2 separate regions of the Sus scrofa genome follow, and region 1 is linked to region 2. Evidence: chromatin contacts called from public Hi-C data. All regions are on one chromosome and are shown on one strand. The core of a region is the stretch at or near the end of the contact, and the rest is flanking DNA. Distances in the headings are between cores, read along the strand shown.

The links. A called contact is a pair of places that touch in the nucleus more often than the background predicts.
Region 1: a Hi-C map of skeletal muscle shows a contact between it and region 2, with 4 times the contacts expected there. The contact joins the enhancer-like site here to the promoter of SOX6 in region 2. A contact is called at or near these places in 4 of 47 Hi-C or Micro-C datasets (embryonic fibroblasts, liver and skeletal muscle) and 1 of 2 datasets of contacts at active chromatin or transcription factors (skeletal muscle).

What each region holds. Positions count from the first base shown.
Region 1 is chr2:42,857,462-42,864,839 of Sscrofa11.1, reverse strand. It overlaps SOX6 (transcription factor SOX-6), which reads right to left. Exons shown (of 18, transcript XM_021085342.1): 7 at 2,913-3,085; 8 at 1-43. Among named protein-coding and RNA genes, the nearest start is that of SOX6, 410 kb to the right of the region's middle. Within about 2 kb of position 3,214, at least 2 of the 83 cell types and tissues checked have an H3K27ac peak or open chromatin away from gene starts, as enhancers often do. A contact at or near this core is called in skeletal muscle, where this site is marked.
Region 2 is chr2:42,446,063-42,453,329 of Sscrofa11.1, reverse strand. It overlaps SOX6 (transcription factor SOX-6), which reads right to left and starts at 5,939. Exons shown (of 18, transcript XM_021085342.1): 1 at 5,791-5,939; 2 at 4,970-5,149.

The DNA.
Region 1 (7,378 bases), core at 1,965-4,464, 410 kb before region 2:
TTTTGTGCTGCTGTTGCAGAAGTTGCTGCTGTTGTCTTGCAATCTATCAGAAATAAAGTTTCATTAAATTAAAATGAAATGCTTGCACCTTTGCCATTATCTTAGGTATCTCTCCTGGTGTTACAAGCATACATTACTGCACATCTCTGTGAAAGAGTTCCTATAAAGTAAGAGAGGCAGAAGCAAAAAGTTGGAGAAAAGGAAATATTTCAACAGGTACCATTTCTCTGCTTATCCCTAAATCTTTACCTGTATATGAAAACTACTCCCTTATATCTGTGGGCAGTTCATCTGTATCTGTGCTGGTCATTTGGAAAGAATGGGGATTTCAAAATCTGATCCTGAGAGAATAAAAACAGGAAAACTCTGGCTACATTTTTCTAAGGAGCTTAATTTGGGTTTAGAAAGTAAAGTCTGTAAGCAAAGATAGGAAAGAACTTTCTGTTACTTATAATATGGTCTACTTTGGCGAAAACTTTTCTGATGTAAAGATTTTCAAAAACTGATAACCCTTAAATATTATCAAGGGAGCTTTCAAAAAACACTGCAAAAGTAAAAAACTGAAACTTTTTTTTTGTTGATGTACTGTATAATGTACAAAGCAGTTTTAAAAACAAGCAAAATTTAATATTTATTCAGTTATCTCTTTGAGGGTGATGTGTTAGTTTTACAGCACATGACCCACATACAAGTTCTGTATTCCCTTGCTTTACCAACAATCAAATTCAACGTCTTAACACGTCATCTGGTCTATAAAAAGAAATGTTAACTACTTAATGCAAGCCCTACTGAATACTGAATCTGTCCCTCTGGAGAGCAAGCAACTTCTTTAGGATAATGGTGTTTACCATAAAACAGGAGTTAGGTGTCAGGCTACTTATTACCTCAAAAGCTGAGCTGCTGGAGCCTGAAGCCCAGGGGCATGCCCCTTAGTGACAACACAGTGCCAACTTAGGAAGCCAGAGGAAAGAGTGGCCAGAGAGCACTTAGAGGGACTTGGTTTAATGGTGCCCTATAGGCAAGAGTTGTATTGTTTACTTCTTATTTCTTCTATTTCCAAAAGTCTCTATTCTAGAAAGGGTAATGCTGGAAGTGGAAATGAGTGTGAATCAGCTCTGTATTTCCTGAGTCCACTGATATTTTAGCCTAGAGTAGAGGGAAACATCCAAATCACATTTCTTTCAGCAGAAGATGACAAAATAGCAGTCTTCCCCCAAATGCTGCTTTATGGTTTCTGGTGATGACTGGTTCATACTGGAAGTTATGATAAAGCTGCCTCTAACATAGGCTACAGTTTGAGAAATGGGACCACTCCTCCCTAAAGCTTTAGAAGCAAAATGGAAACAGTATTTAATCAGGTTAGAAAGGCCCACTCTGCTTGTCACCATTCAAATCAGAAATGGACAACTCACTCTGCAACTCTAGGTATATAGGATGAATCTCTGAATATTTATTTCCTCTTAGCAATCCAGTGAAACACCACTAGGCATCTAATATTGATGGTCCCTCCTAAATGATAAAGTGCTGCATAGAAATGCATCCAAAACACCACAGTGCAATTACTATCATCCACTCTAGACGTATGGGTTTGACACAGTGAAGTATGGTACATAAGCACCATGTGGCTCAAATTCTGAATTTTATTTGCCAATCGGTTGAGCTACATGCTCGCTTCATTGAGCATGACAACCTAGTTTTAAGTGTCATTTAATTTTCATTTTGAAATATAATTACAAAGTGTTCACTGTAAGATATCACTCGTCTGCAAATGTGTCAAGATTAATTTGTGCTAGCTTATTCACAAGTGTCAATAGTTAATTACTGTGTCATCTCTGGATGGCTAAATGACATTCTAACTTCTGATTTTTTACAGTGTTCCTTTATGTTATTTTCCATTAGGGGCTGAGTCCATATTCCTACATGTGGGCAAATATTCAAGCATATAAAATACCAGACGTCACAACTCATTAAAATCAACAGAGCATATATTGCTCTATATACCCCTATAAAATACATTTAACTGAAAAGATAATTCCAGTAATAATGTCAGATTCCTAAAAACTACACATTAATTTGGGTCTGTCTGATCTAAAGCATCAAGGACTACTCATTGTTGTTAGATTAGTGTACTCCTACAAGACAGGAAAAACATTTGGGAAAGTGATTTATTTATTAAAAGATATATACTTAAACTTTGCTATTTTTTTCTTCTTTCTCACTTCTAAATTAAGAAAGTCAAATTCTTCCAGGAGCTATGTGTTAATTTGTTTTCAATGATTTACCTATGCTGTAAATAAAGTGACCATACTATTTATCGTCCAAACCAAAACAACCTTTGCAAGTAGAAGAGGGGAGTATTCATAATTGCCCTGGAAAACATTCACCAGAGTTATTCCGGAAAAACTGAGACATATGGTCACCCTAGCTTGGACCAGTGAGCTGAAAAACTCAAAAGTTTTCCTAGACTAGGATCTTCTTTCTCTGGATGATAAGAGTAAGGCCCAGAGAGATGCAATTTACTCATGGTTAAGCTACAGGGGGATTATATGTGATGGCTGCATGAATAAGTACCCCTGAGTAATTAATCAAATCCCACTGTTCTGGAACCATGTTATCATTTCAGTCATTCCCAATTGCTATGATGCCTTTCTTTGTCCTCCACTCATCCCCTTAGTATTCTCAGACTGGATTTCCTGAGGGCTTCTTCCTTCCTTCCTTCCTTCCTTCCTTCCTTCCTTCCTTCCTTCCTTCCTTCTTTCCTTCCTTCCTTCCTTCCTCCCATTCTTCCTTTCTTTCTTTTTTCTTTTTCTAAGAAGCCTCATGACAAATAAACCAATCAATGTGATTACGCCCTGAGCTTGGCACATTCCACATCTCCAGTGCAGTTCGTCAGCTCCTTTTGCAGGGCTCACCTGTTCTTGCTGTTGGCGAGCAAGGTCCATTTGCTGCCGTTGTTTCTCAATTTGTGAGGCTGCCAGTTTTTTCTGTTCATCATGCGCTGCCAGGAGCTGCTCCCGTAAACTGATCAGCTGGGTAATCATGGTAGAGAGCTGCCGTTCTTTTTCTGCCAGGCTCTCAGGTGTACCTAAAATGGAAGCAAAAAGATATCTCACAAGTTTGAGAAAAGTCTGAATGAAGGAAGGAAGTGGAAGGTGAGCAGATTTAGAAAGGGTCTACCTAAGACACTTAAATTTCTGGGACAATAACTGGAGGTCACTGTGAGTGCAGGAATGCTCGGGAGTAGCACTGGAATGAAAGCTAGGGTTACTCATCACCCCTGCCAAGAAAAAGAACCATTGCCAATAAATTTTTCACTCTTCCTTCTCGCTCTTTAAAACAAAACAAAACAAAGCAGAACAACCTACTTCATTCTCTTCCTTTCACCACATTCCCCCTTCCCTCTCCAACCAAATCTATCTGATCAAGCTAGGAGTCATGCTATTTAGTACCAAGATTAGAAGCTATGGGTTGTATTAATATTCTATAGTCATCTCTACCCTCAGTGACTGACAGAGGATCTAAGACATAGTAGGTGCTTAATAAATGCCCTCAGAAAAATTTTCCATTGTGCGATGATTTGTCTCTGAAGCTCAGAAGTCAGGGGTCACTCTCATGGCCATGGGATGAGTTCTACAGAGAGGGGGAAAAAAACCAAAAAACAAAAACAAACAAAAAAAACTGCCTTCCCTCAGGTAAGAAAGGATTGAAACTGATTTTTTTTTTTTTTTCTGTGAGAGGATCAAGCTAAAGTTCCCAAGTTCATCCTTAAAGGCAACAATGTTGCTTGGGGGGCCCCCTCACCCCTTTGTCATTTGTCATTCTTCAAAGGGAAAAAACACATTTGAGGTTGAAAAGGTTGTGATGTTGCCGCACACTTACGGTATGCACTAATGGTGCTGAATAGTCTATTTATGGGCAAATTGCACAGCTCTCCTAAGTAAAGGGTACAGAATCCTTTTGTGAATCTAAATTAGAGCATTTTACCGCAGCATAAGATAAGAATTTCAACCCACTGTATTTGAGCCACACAGGTTTCATTATGAAGAAATGATCTACGATTTGAAAGCTTTTCAGAAAGATGCCACCAGCTGTCAAAGGAAATAAAGATTGCTGATTTTTTGTGTTTGTGGAAGAGGAAACTTCCAATCTCCTTATGAACCCCCCCCCCCTTCCCATTCCTGCTAAGAAAGTATCAGGACAATGTGAGAAACTGAAAACATTTTAATTAGGAGTGGACCTATTTTTTGAGTGGGCCCATGGAAAAAAGGGAGCCTTCAGAAGATGCTGGCTATCACTTACTAGTATATAATCCCTTCAAGGTAAGACTGGCAGAGAAGCCACAATATTTAGAACTATCTTGATATTCTTAATGCCAATTCAAGTCCTTCAAAGTAAATAAGCAAAGAAATACATAAAGAAATAACTGCCAATATCCCAAATCACTTAAAGATTCACTGAGCTGAAAGGTGGACTAAAATCAACATTTAAAAAAAAAGTAAGACAGTGAGAAGATGTTAGAAAATATACTCCACTGATAAGGAAATAAATACTGTATCAAGGACAGTTGCCAGATGTTCTTTCCGGCTACTGAAAGCGATTGTTTTTAGGTGAGTTTTTATTTCAGCAATAGGAACTTCAGCTTGGTAAAAGAAAGAACTTCTCAACCCAGAAACATTAAAATATAAAATCAGGTTCCTGGAAGGGATCATAAAATCTCATCCAAAGCACAACAAGCTCAACTAATATAAATACTAATCATAGATAGGAATGAGAAGATACAAGTATGAAATTTACTTTTTTACTCATTTCACTAATTTTTTCAATTATAGTTGACTTACAGTGTTGTGCCAATTTCTGCTGTACTTTAATTAAACAAATATTTCCTGAATCTCAGGTACTATATCAAGAACTAAAGATACTGGTATCCGAGCAAGAAAAAGCAGAGTTCACTATTCTCACCTTAAGTAATCACACATAAAATATAAACTACAACTAAATAAGAGTTACAAACAAGACAGATATTTAGAGGAAGGTGTAGCCAAGTTCAGGAGGCCCAAGTGTAGACATGTAAATGTGAATTTATAGAATAACACCATTTAACTGAATCTTTTGACAAATCAGCATTACACTCAAATTTTTTAATTGGAAAAATTCAGTGTCATCTAAATGTCTTTCATTGAACTTAAAAAATAGATGTTTAAGAAGAAAACAAGCCATATACATGTGTACATTTTGGCTGCACTTATGGCATATGGAAGTTCTCAGGTCAGGAATCGAATCTAAGCCATAGCCTCAACCTGTGTCACAGCTTCAGCATTGCTGGCAGATCCTTAACTTGCTGCACCACACCAGGATTCAACCTGTGAATCAGCAGTGACCCAAGCTGCTGCATAGACGCCAGATCCTTAACCCACTATTCCACAGCAGGAATCCCAGGGACAAGTATTATTAACTGAGGAGTTAAGGTACTCATATAAAACTGTCACTATCTTTTCCTTAAATTTGAAGAGCACATATATATTTTGAATAGATGTGAATGGCATAACAAATGCATTTGGAATGAAATGTAGTAGTGTAACAAATCTAAAATCACCCCTAAAGTGGAAAATATATATCTATTAGTTCCTTGGGAGTCAAATTAACAAGAAATCAATTTACACCACACAACAAAATAGGTGTGTGTGTGTGTGTGTGTGTGTGTGTGTGTGTAACTTTTCTGTTCTATACTCATTATATTTGTTCACATCTAGTAGTTTAAACCAGATACTTAAAATCCATGGTGCTGCATTTTGCTTTAATTGATATCAAATGTATATGCTGCTATAATAAAAATAACAAGTCTAAATCATGCTGACCAACCAACTTGTGAACACAACTTATTTCATCTAAAAAACACTAGTTTAATAAATGCGAAACTTTGCCAGAGCAAAGGAACTACAACTGCCTCAGAGTTGTTGAAAAAGTAAACAATTTATGGGACCTAGTGGGGAAACCTAAATACATACTACAGAAGGCAAACCAAACGACCATACAGAATGCCCTTATGAGGTGGCCTAAGTTTACATAGAAGATCTTGTCTTAAATTATGTTTTGTGGTTTGATAAAATCAGCTTAGAAAAAAAAGATCAGATCCTGGGGATCTGCCCAGGCCAGCAGAGGTCATCAGTAGCTGCCTATATCATCTTTCAGGCTATCTTAAAATGATTCTCTAAAAATCATTGCCAGAAAATAGTCTGTCCCCCACAAAAAAAAAAAAAAAAAAAGTAGTTTAATAAACCAGGAAAAAAAAAAAAAAGCTTCCGTACACAGCTTCTCTACAAGCCAGGGTGCCTGCTTTTATCCAATATCACACACAGTGTACGCCTGACATTCTCCACTATAAACTGTATCTATTCTCCAACTCCAAAGACAGTGCAGCAGGTTTTTTCTTTTTTTTTTTTTTTTTGGTTGTTGTTTTTTTGTTTTTTTTTTTTTTTTTCCATGGGGTCGTCTTTATCCCCAAACCACATCTGTCTTGAGTTTCTCTCAGATTAGTCAGGTGGATCAGTGCTCCCCAGGGCCTGCTCCAGCTGAAGTATTTTAATTTGACTAAACACCTGATTTATTTTATCTCTCCGATGAGAAAGGCAGTTTGTCTTAATAGAGCCTGTCAGCCCACAGCCCCATTCACAGCAATTTACAGGCAGCCAGGGACGCTGGAAGAGAAGAGTGCCGTGATTCTGTATTTTATCCTCCTCCAGAAAGCACCTAAAAGCAGCTATTCACTGCTACTGCATGTGGCATTTTAGAACTGAATTAGCTTTTTATTCAAGTAACTACACTTGTTGTGAATAGCTTATCTGTAAAATTGCTACATTCACTACTGATTTTATTAACCTTTGGCTCTATCACAAAATGGTCTTCAGTTAGGAAAGACCTTTAAAATTGACACATTTTTTTTCTTAGGGGCCTTTATTCCAGTGACTTCAGATTTACTAAGTTTGATCCATTGAATTCTTTACCAGTTGTACTTAAAATTTTGAGTCTCAATAGGAAGTCAATAGTGCGTAAATAAGGAAACACTTTTCAAAATGTAAATACGGCAGCAATTTCCCTCATCAAAAGTTTTCAAATACCATCTTTCACCATAACAGTTTCAAAATCAGCCCTCTAGCCTTTTTTGGTCATAATCTGAAGAACTTGAAAAAAATTAACTAAAATAGACTCTTTATTTTAAACTTTACAAACTATAACTACTTGTCCCCAGGCCCAAAGTCAACATAGAAAATTCAAAATAGACTGGAATTTAGATAAAATAATAAGATAGGATAAATCCCTTATTGTTATAGAACAAAAAATTAAAAATCAAGTTTAAAATTTAAGTCCTTTTTTTACATCA
Region 2 (7,267 bases), core at 4,690-7,189:
CAGGGAAACTAACCCTGAAGCTGCCCGGAAGGGCAGTAGCGGAAGGCGCTGGGGGCCGGCGGTCGGGCCCGGGATTCCTGCCCCTGCCCCCCAACAGGTAGCTCACAAATGGGCCGCGCGCTCTCTCTCTGTCTCCCTTGCTCTCTAGATCGCTCGCTCCGTCCCGGTTACCTGGGCGGGCTCCAGGACGGTACCGCACGGGAGTGTTCCTTATGCGCTGCGCCGCGGGAGTAAATGGCATTAAAGAAAAAGGGAAAGATACAAATAAAAAAAAATTTTAAGCAAGGGGAGTCGTTGCTAGGTCAATTAGCCCAGCCCGTGGAGCAAGGGAGCAGAGCCCCCCAGCTCCGCGGCCGGCGCAGCCCGTTAACTCAAGTCTGCGGGGGTGTCCCGCCCCGGGCGGGGGGAACGTTGACCCGCAGAAGTTTGCTGCCGGGACGCCGGGAGGTGCGCGCAGAGCGGGGTGACTAGGGGCTTCCCCCTTGAAACAAGTGAAGGCGATGGTTAGTGCTGTCAATCTTGGCAATCAGTGTGAGCGGCCATGTCGTAAGTATTCAAAGCATTTCCCGTCGTGCAACATCAGAAAGTGAGTGGCCAGGGCATTGATCTGAGCGAGGGAGAGGAGGCAGGGCTCCCCTCCCAGACAACACAGGCAAGATGAGACAAGAGGCGAGGGAGGCAGCAAGCCAGGCAGGGAAGCTGAGAGGGAGGGGGGAGGGCCGGGGGAAGAAGAAGGAGGGGAGAGCGGGAGGCAAAGGAGAGAGAGCTGTAGAGAGAGGGCAGAAGCGGGCGAGAGCAGTGGTTGGAACTCGAGAAAGCGACTGGGAAGAGAGAACTGAAACGACTAGTAGGAGAGAACTGGAAGGTGACAAAGAGGAGAGAGAGTTGGGGCGACAAGTATTAGGTGGGGAGAAATAGCCTGAGGAGTAAAGGACCCAAGAAGAGCTATTAAGGTTGAGGCTGCTAGAAGGAGGAGTCTAGATGAAGGCAAACTGAAGTGGGGAAAAGGTAGACAACAAGGGGAAAGAAAGGCGCAAACTGAAGAAAAAGAGTTTCCTCCTTTTGTAAGTGGGAAAGGAAAATGTAGGGATGGTTGTTTGTGCTTTGAAAAAGTTACAGGACAGAGATGAATGGGCCAAATGTTACGAAGTACCAGAATGTTAAGAGGTACTAAATGTTAAGAAGAGCTGGACCACAGAAGTGAGTCATGGCAGATTCAGAGAAGGGGAAGGACAGGGGCTGAAGCAGACCAAGAAGAAGGGGAAAAGAGTGACTATTAAGATGAATAATAAGAAGGATAAAGAAAACTCAAAGAGAGAAGTGATCAAAAGAGTTTAAGAAAGAGATGCAGCAAGCAGAGATAATGAAAACACACAAGTTAATAGGATCTCAGTAAATAAAAGAGGAACTTATTTTTAAAATGGAAGAGGAGCAATTGAAAGAAAAAAAAAAGAAAAGCAATTGGCATAGGAGATTCTCAACATATGTAGATGTCAATGTTCTGGAGGCCATGTGGATTATGGAGTGGATGGGTTAAAAATTATTATGAGTAACAAGATATGAACAAACTACTGAAGAAAAAATGATTATACTTTTACAACAATTAGTTCCACATTTATTATATGGATAAATTTGTGTTACGAGGAATTGGGTGGGTGATATGTGTATTACCTCAACTTCGTAGAGGAAATGACTTGGAGAAACAGTTTCAAGATGGATGGCTGGGAAGTTGTAGAAGATGAAAAGAGTTTCAGTTAACCAGGACAGCATTTTACAAAAATGTGTAAGTAGGATGTAGAAAATTATGTATTAAAAATCTCCCCCCCAAAAAAAACCCCGCAAATTAAAGATTTTCTTTGATGCATGTATAGGGTAGATAACAAATTGGAAGGGTATAGAATGGCTTAAAGGAATGGAGAACCTGGAATATTATCTCAGTGCAAAAAAACTGAGAGATAGGGTGGGAGAGAATAATGGTTATGTCAAGTAGTAGAGATGCAGAGTAAAAGAGATGGATGAGAAACACCAGCTTTGATAGCAGCAGACACAGAACTAATTAGGAGCCTGTGCGCATGAGGAGAGGTTTGTCTGCCTTATAACAGGCCCAAAGAAATAGATTTGAGAAACTGGGGTCAGTGGAGAATCCACATTACATCAAGATTAAGAGCTAGGAGAGAGGTTTTGACACGACCAACATAAACCTGCAGAGATCTATGGAGGTAAGGTCTTCCTGTATAGAAACTGATATGAGAGCCGCTTTGAGGCATTTCATAAACAAGGAATTTGTGAAAAAAGATATGGACCAGGAGAGAGAGATCAGGAATTATGGCTAGAACAATCAGAAAAATAAACGCAATCTAAAGTTGCCAGTTTGAGGAAGACCTCTCACAGACTAAGTGATAAAAGATGCAGGGGAGAAGGCCTCATCTTTGTTCCATTAACTATGAAGAAATAGAGTAAGCAAGCACAGAAGATGGAAGAAGCTAAGATGTCTGTTAGTTATATATTGGCTTCTTAAATATACTCCATGTTTGGTTTCATATGAACTCCGGACAAGAGAAGGAAAAAGACAGGAATAGTGATGGGGATGAGCACCTCAGATAAGAGGGTCAGGAGGAAAAGCCTGTGCTTCTACCCCAGGAGGAAAGATGATGCTTGAGGACTGGAAGCTTGAGACTGCAAGCTAAAGTAACTTGATGACTATTGACCGAGAGGATAGCAAGTCCTCAACCAGAAATCTTGGGTCCCTGTCCATAGACATTTTCAGGACTTGGAAAATCTGCCTCGAGATGCCAGAGCCTAAAAGCAGGTGAAAAGAATGCTTGGCACCTTTCATGCAAGCTCCTTCAACCCTAGCTCCCAGAACTCCCCGGAGTGCCCGCTTGACCTCAGAGGCCCAAGGGACAAACCCAGACAGTTGTTGCTCTCCTAAACAGGGCTCAGATCTCTTCTAGGTTTTTACTTTGTTTTTGTTTTATTTTGTTCTTGTGAATGAGTGTGACCTGGTCTAGCATTACCCTTCCAGATCCTCTGGCTGTCTGTCCTGAAACTCAACCAAAGGAGTCAAAAAATCCCTCCAAAGCCTAAAAAGGTCAAAATTAAATGACCTATCCTAAATGACTGCAGAGTTATGGTGGAGAGAAGAGGGAGTGATTAAGTCCCAAAGCCTGAATCCTCAGGGTAGAGCCATCAAGGGAGTGAAACATCCATGACGGAAACGCTAGGGTAGGACTTGGCGTTCCTCAAAGTTGCTGCGACAAGTTTGGCTTTGCAAGTACCAGCGCATCGGTCTCTTTAAATCACCCAGCACTCGGAAATCTCGGAGTAAGACTGACCCTGCGGGCCAGCTGCAGGCCACCGGCGAAGGCCAAAAAAAAAAAAAAAAAGGTGACAACCAAAATCTCCGGTGTCCAAGGCCCTGCTACTGGGCCGCGGTGGACCTTCGGAAAACGAGCGGCAGAAATCCTCTTTAGATTTTATCTAATAAACTGATACCAAAGTAAAGTGATAAGAAGGAACCCCAAGCCAGTCACAACATTAATCCCTAAAGGAAAGAAACTAAAGTTTGGGGTCTTGGAGCTGCACTTCAGGCTGTGGAAGGGTTGACACGTGGCTCTTGGGGGCGGGGGTGAGCCCTAGGGTTTCCTTTCAATCTTCCAGCGCAACAGCACAGTGCAAGGGGCAAGCAAAGAGCGCTGCAGCGAGTTGAGGTGCGGGACTCTCCACCTGGTCTGCAATGGCCTGCGGGTTCCAGGAACTCCCGAAATGACCGGAGGACACCCAGGACCGTTGCCAGATCCCGGGCGCACTAGGGTTCACTTTCCCAGGGGGTTGGAGCCCGGCGCGGCACAAGAACGCCGGGTGCAGAGCAAGGGGAACCAGGGAGGGAAGGAGGGGCGAGCGAGTGAGAACTGACTTACCTGCTCACAGCTGCCGCTGCCTCGGTGCTGTCCGGGTGTCCCTGCGCACGACAACCGGCAAAGGCAACTCGGCTTTGCTAAGTTTGGCCTCGCACCTCCAGAGAAGAGGCGCGAACCGGCAAAGGAAAGGCGCGCTCAGTTCCTGGAGAGAGGTCCCCCTGAACTTGGGAAGGGCAACGCAATGAATCCTGCTCGAGAAGTTAATATTTAAAACACCTACGCAAAAATCATAACGACGGTTAAAACCTTGTATTCTCGCCTTGAAAGTCTTCTTAGACCAGCCGTCAGGACAATTCAGAACTACATGACTTCATCTTAAGGTCGCTAACTTCCTTCAGGAAGGGCTTTATAGGTATTGTATAAATAGGGCAAATATTAATGTCTTTACTTCCAAAACACGGGGAATGAGAACTTTTACTGAAACGAAGAATAAGTAAAAGAGTATAAAAAGCCAAGAGGAAGAAGTTGAAAACTTTAATTACAGCCCGGAGAAAACTTTTAGCAATTGATTTCCTTAAACAGGGATAACAAACATACCAACACTCCAGTAGCCCAGCGCACTAAATTTAAGTTTGATGTAGCCAAATAACCCGAACTCCCAAATAACAGTGCCCTTGGGACTCTGTCTCAAAGAGGTCGGAACTCATGTTTCAACAACAAAAGCAAAAAACAAACTGAATAATGCCCTGCATTCTTTAAGATGTCATTTTGCAAAAGGATCAGGCATTGTCCCTCGACTTTAAATGGATAGAGGATAACATTAAATTTCATTTGAATCTGCGCACCATCCTGTTGGGAAGACCACAGCGGTAGCGACTGTAGCAAGCAGCAGCACCGCCACAAAGGAGGTAGGGAAAAGTGGTAAAAATGCATGAACTTTTTTCAAAGAAAAATAAAGATAAATCAAAAATAAGTTTTACAGACATGTCTTTCCTGGCTTAGGAAAGTTAATTTTTAAATGTTCTTCTGCTGTCTAAGGTGCAAAGCCGAATCTAGGGGAGTGCGTGGCTGGAATCTGCATGCTGATAAGAGAAGGCTGATGTACTTACAGTGACAGAGGGCAGGCTGCGGGAGAAAAGCTGTTTGTGTTAGCCTGCGAGTTACCCAGGGCTGCAGTGAGAGCAGAAGGGAGGAGTGGGAGTGCCAGTCTGCGTACACCTTCACCGCGTCTCATTACATCTGCCAGCCTCTCTCTCCCTCTCTCTTTCATTTCCACATTCCCTTTGTTCCTGAAAAAAAAAAATCTACACGTCACATCAGAGTCCCCAGATGCAGTCTACACCAAAGAAAAAAAATGAATAATTCAATCAAACTGTGCATAGTCTCTAAGGCAATAAATCTATTGCACTTAAAGAAACGAAGGGTAATTACCACCGTGGAATTAGAATAAGGCCAAAGACCCGAGATGTCGTTAAGTCTCTAGGTAAACTCCCCGGTCAAATAAAGTTTCATTTATTTAATCCTTTTGACATCTCAAATGGAAAGTCAGAGAAAGACTTTTAACTTATTTTAGACGGATATTCACTTATCTCTAAACATATTTTAGAAGGGGGGACACAGGGGAGAAGCCTCGGGTGTACTATCCTGCTGAAAAGGCTCCCAAAGGCAGCAGCATAGAGCGGGCACAAACACGAACGAAGACAATGTGTCCGTGGAGCCTGTCCAGGGTCAGTTTCTCCACCACTCCACCCTCCTCCAGTCTTCTCTAATCAGAGGAGGATCGCCCTCTACTTTCACCCACCACTGAAGCTCGACTTAAGGGCAGCTGGAATCTGAGAACCTTACCTGCAACACCGGGACCTAAGAGAAATCGCGCTTCCCTGTCACCAACACCCCATGCCATCCCCATGCACCCCTCCAAGTCCCGTACCATCTACTTCTTCCATCTGCCTGAGAGAAACTGTAAACGGGATTTTTTTTTCCCCATGATTGAATGGAAGCTCTGTACTATACCGACTTCTGGATTTGCCCTGGGTTGAGTTTAGGGAATGTCTGGAAAGAAAAAAGGGAGGAAAAAAGGAGGGGGGCAACTCAAGCCTTGTCCAAGTTAGTCAGAAGGCTGTGTTAGGCAGGAAAGAGCCTACGGGAGAAACAGCTGGGATGCACACTGACTATGGAAATCTCAGTTCTAGGAACCGTGTCCTTTCGTCCTGGAGGTAAGAGAATGTGGCTATCGCACGTTTATTCTTTTGCTGTCTGTGTGTCTCTCTTCCCCACCCGCAGAGACTCTTCCCCCTCAGATCAGCTGGCATGCACCCCGGAGAAGGATACGGCACGACATAGGGCTTTATTTTCCAGGTCTCTCCACTCATAAATTGTGGGTGTCACTGAAACGAGATTAGCAAATCTTTTACCGCTGGCGGCAGCCACCAGACCCTCCGTCCCTCTGCCGGTTGCACACTGGTCGCGGCATGTCGGACTGCAGGGCGGTCGGGAAGACCCAGCCCGCTGAGTTGCCTGGCCTGAGGGTTCAGGTGATGCAAGGGAGAATCGTGGCGTCCTAAACGGGTTCCGCTGAGTGTTTCCACCCTATCACCACCTCCCGCCGCCTCCGCGCGTTTGGTCGCTCACACAAACACATAGACACATACACATTCGGCTATTCTGGCCGAACTCATCTAAACTCAAGTCTCTTTAACAGTCAATTCAGCCCGCTTGAGAGCAGCGGGAAAACTAGGATGATACGTGGATGAACCGGGAGGGTGCCAACTGTCCGGCTTGGCCGAGCTTTGTTTACGTGCCTAAGTCGCCACCTTGAGGTCGAGTGGAAGACTGCGCCCAGCTCCAGGTTTCTGGAGACCCACTCGGCTGACACCGGCCCCGCAGCGGTGGCAACTGCTTTAAAAGAAAGGAAAGGGACCACTTCAAAGGAAAGCAAAGGGAGGGCACCCCGTGAGCGGACGGTCTGAGCAGGGCATGGCCTGCCCTTTAGGCTGAGAAGAGTAAGGGCTAAAACTGCAAGTTAGGTGAAACCAATAGCCGGGAAATCGAGCACAGGAGCATTCTCCAAGCAAAGTGCAAAGCTCCAGGACAAAGTCTGCAGCTCCAAGGCAGGCGCTTCGGCCTTAAACTTGAAGCAATAACTCCCAGGGCAGTAGCCAGGAGTGGAGGCAGCTTCAAAGAGCCATAGCAGCCTCTCCGGTCCCGACCGAGGACCAAGCTCCCTTTTGCAACGACCTCGGCTTAGTTCGGACTCTGTACTCCCTGGGGCTCTTCTTCTGCTTGCTCTCCACTTTTGGGACCGAAGACAAAGGGACTCAGGGACGCAACTAGACCCGAGGTCTCTAGTAGCGAGCTTCCGGGAAGAGAACCGCCTGAGGGATGTGTTCAAGCAAACTAGCTGCCTG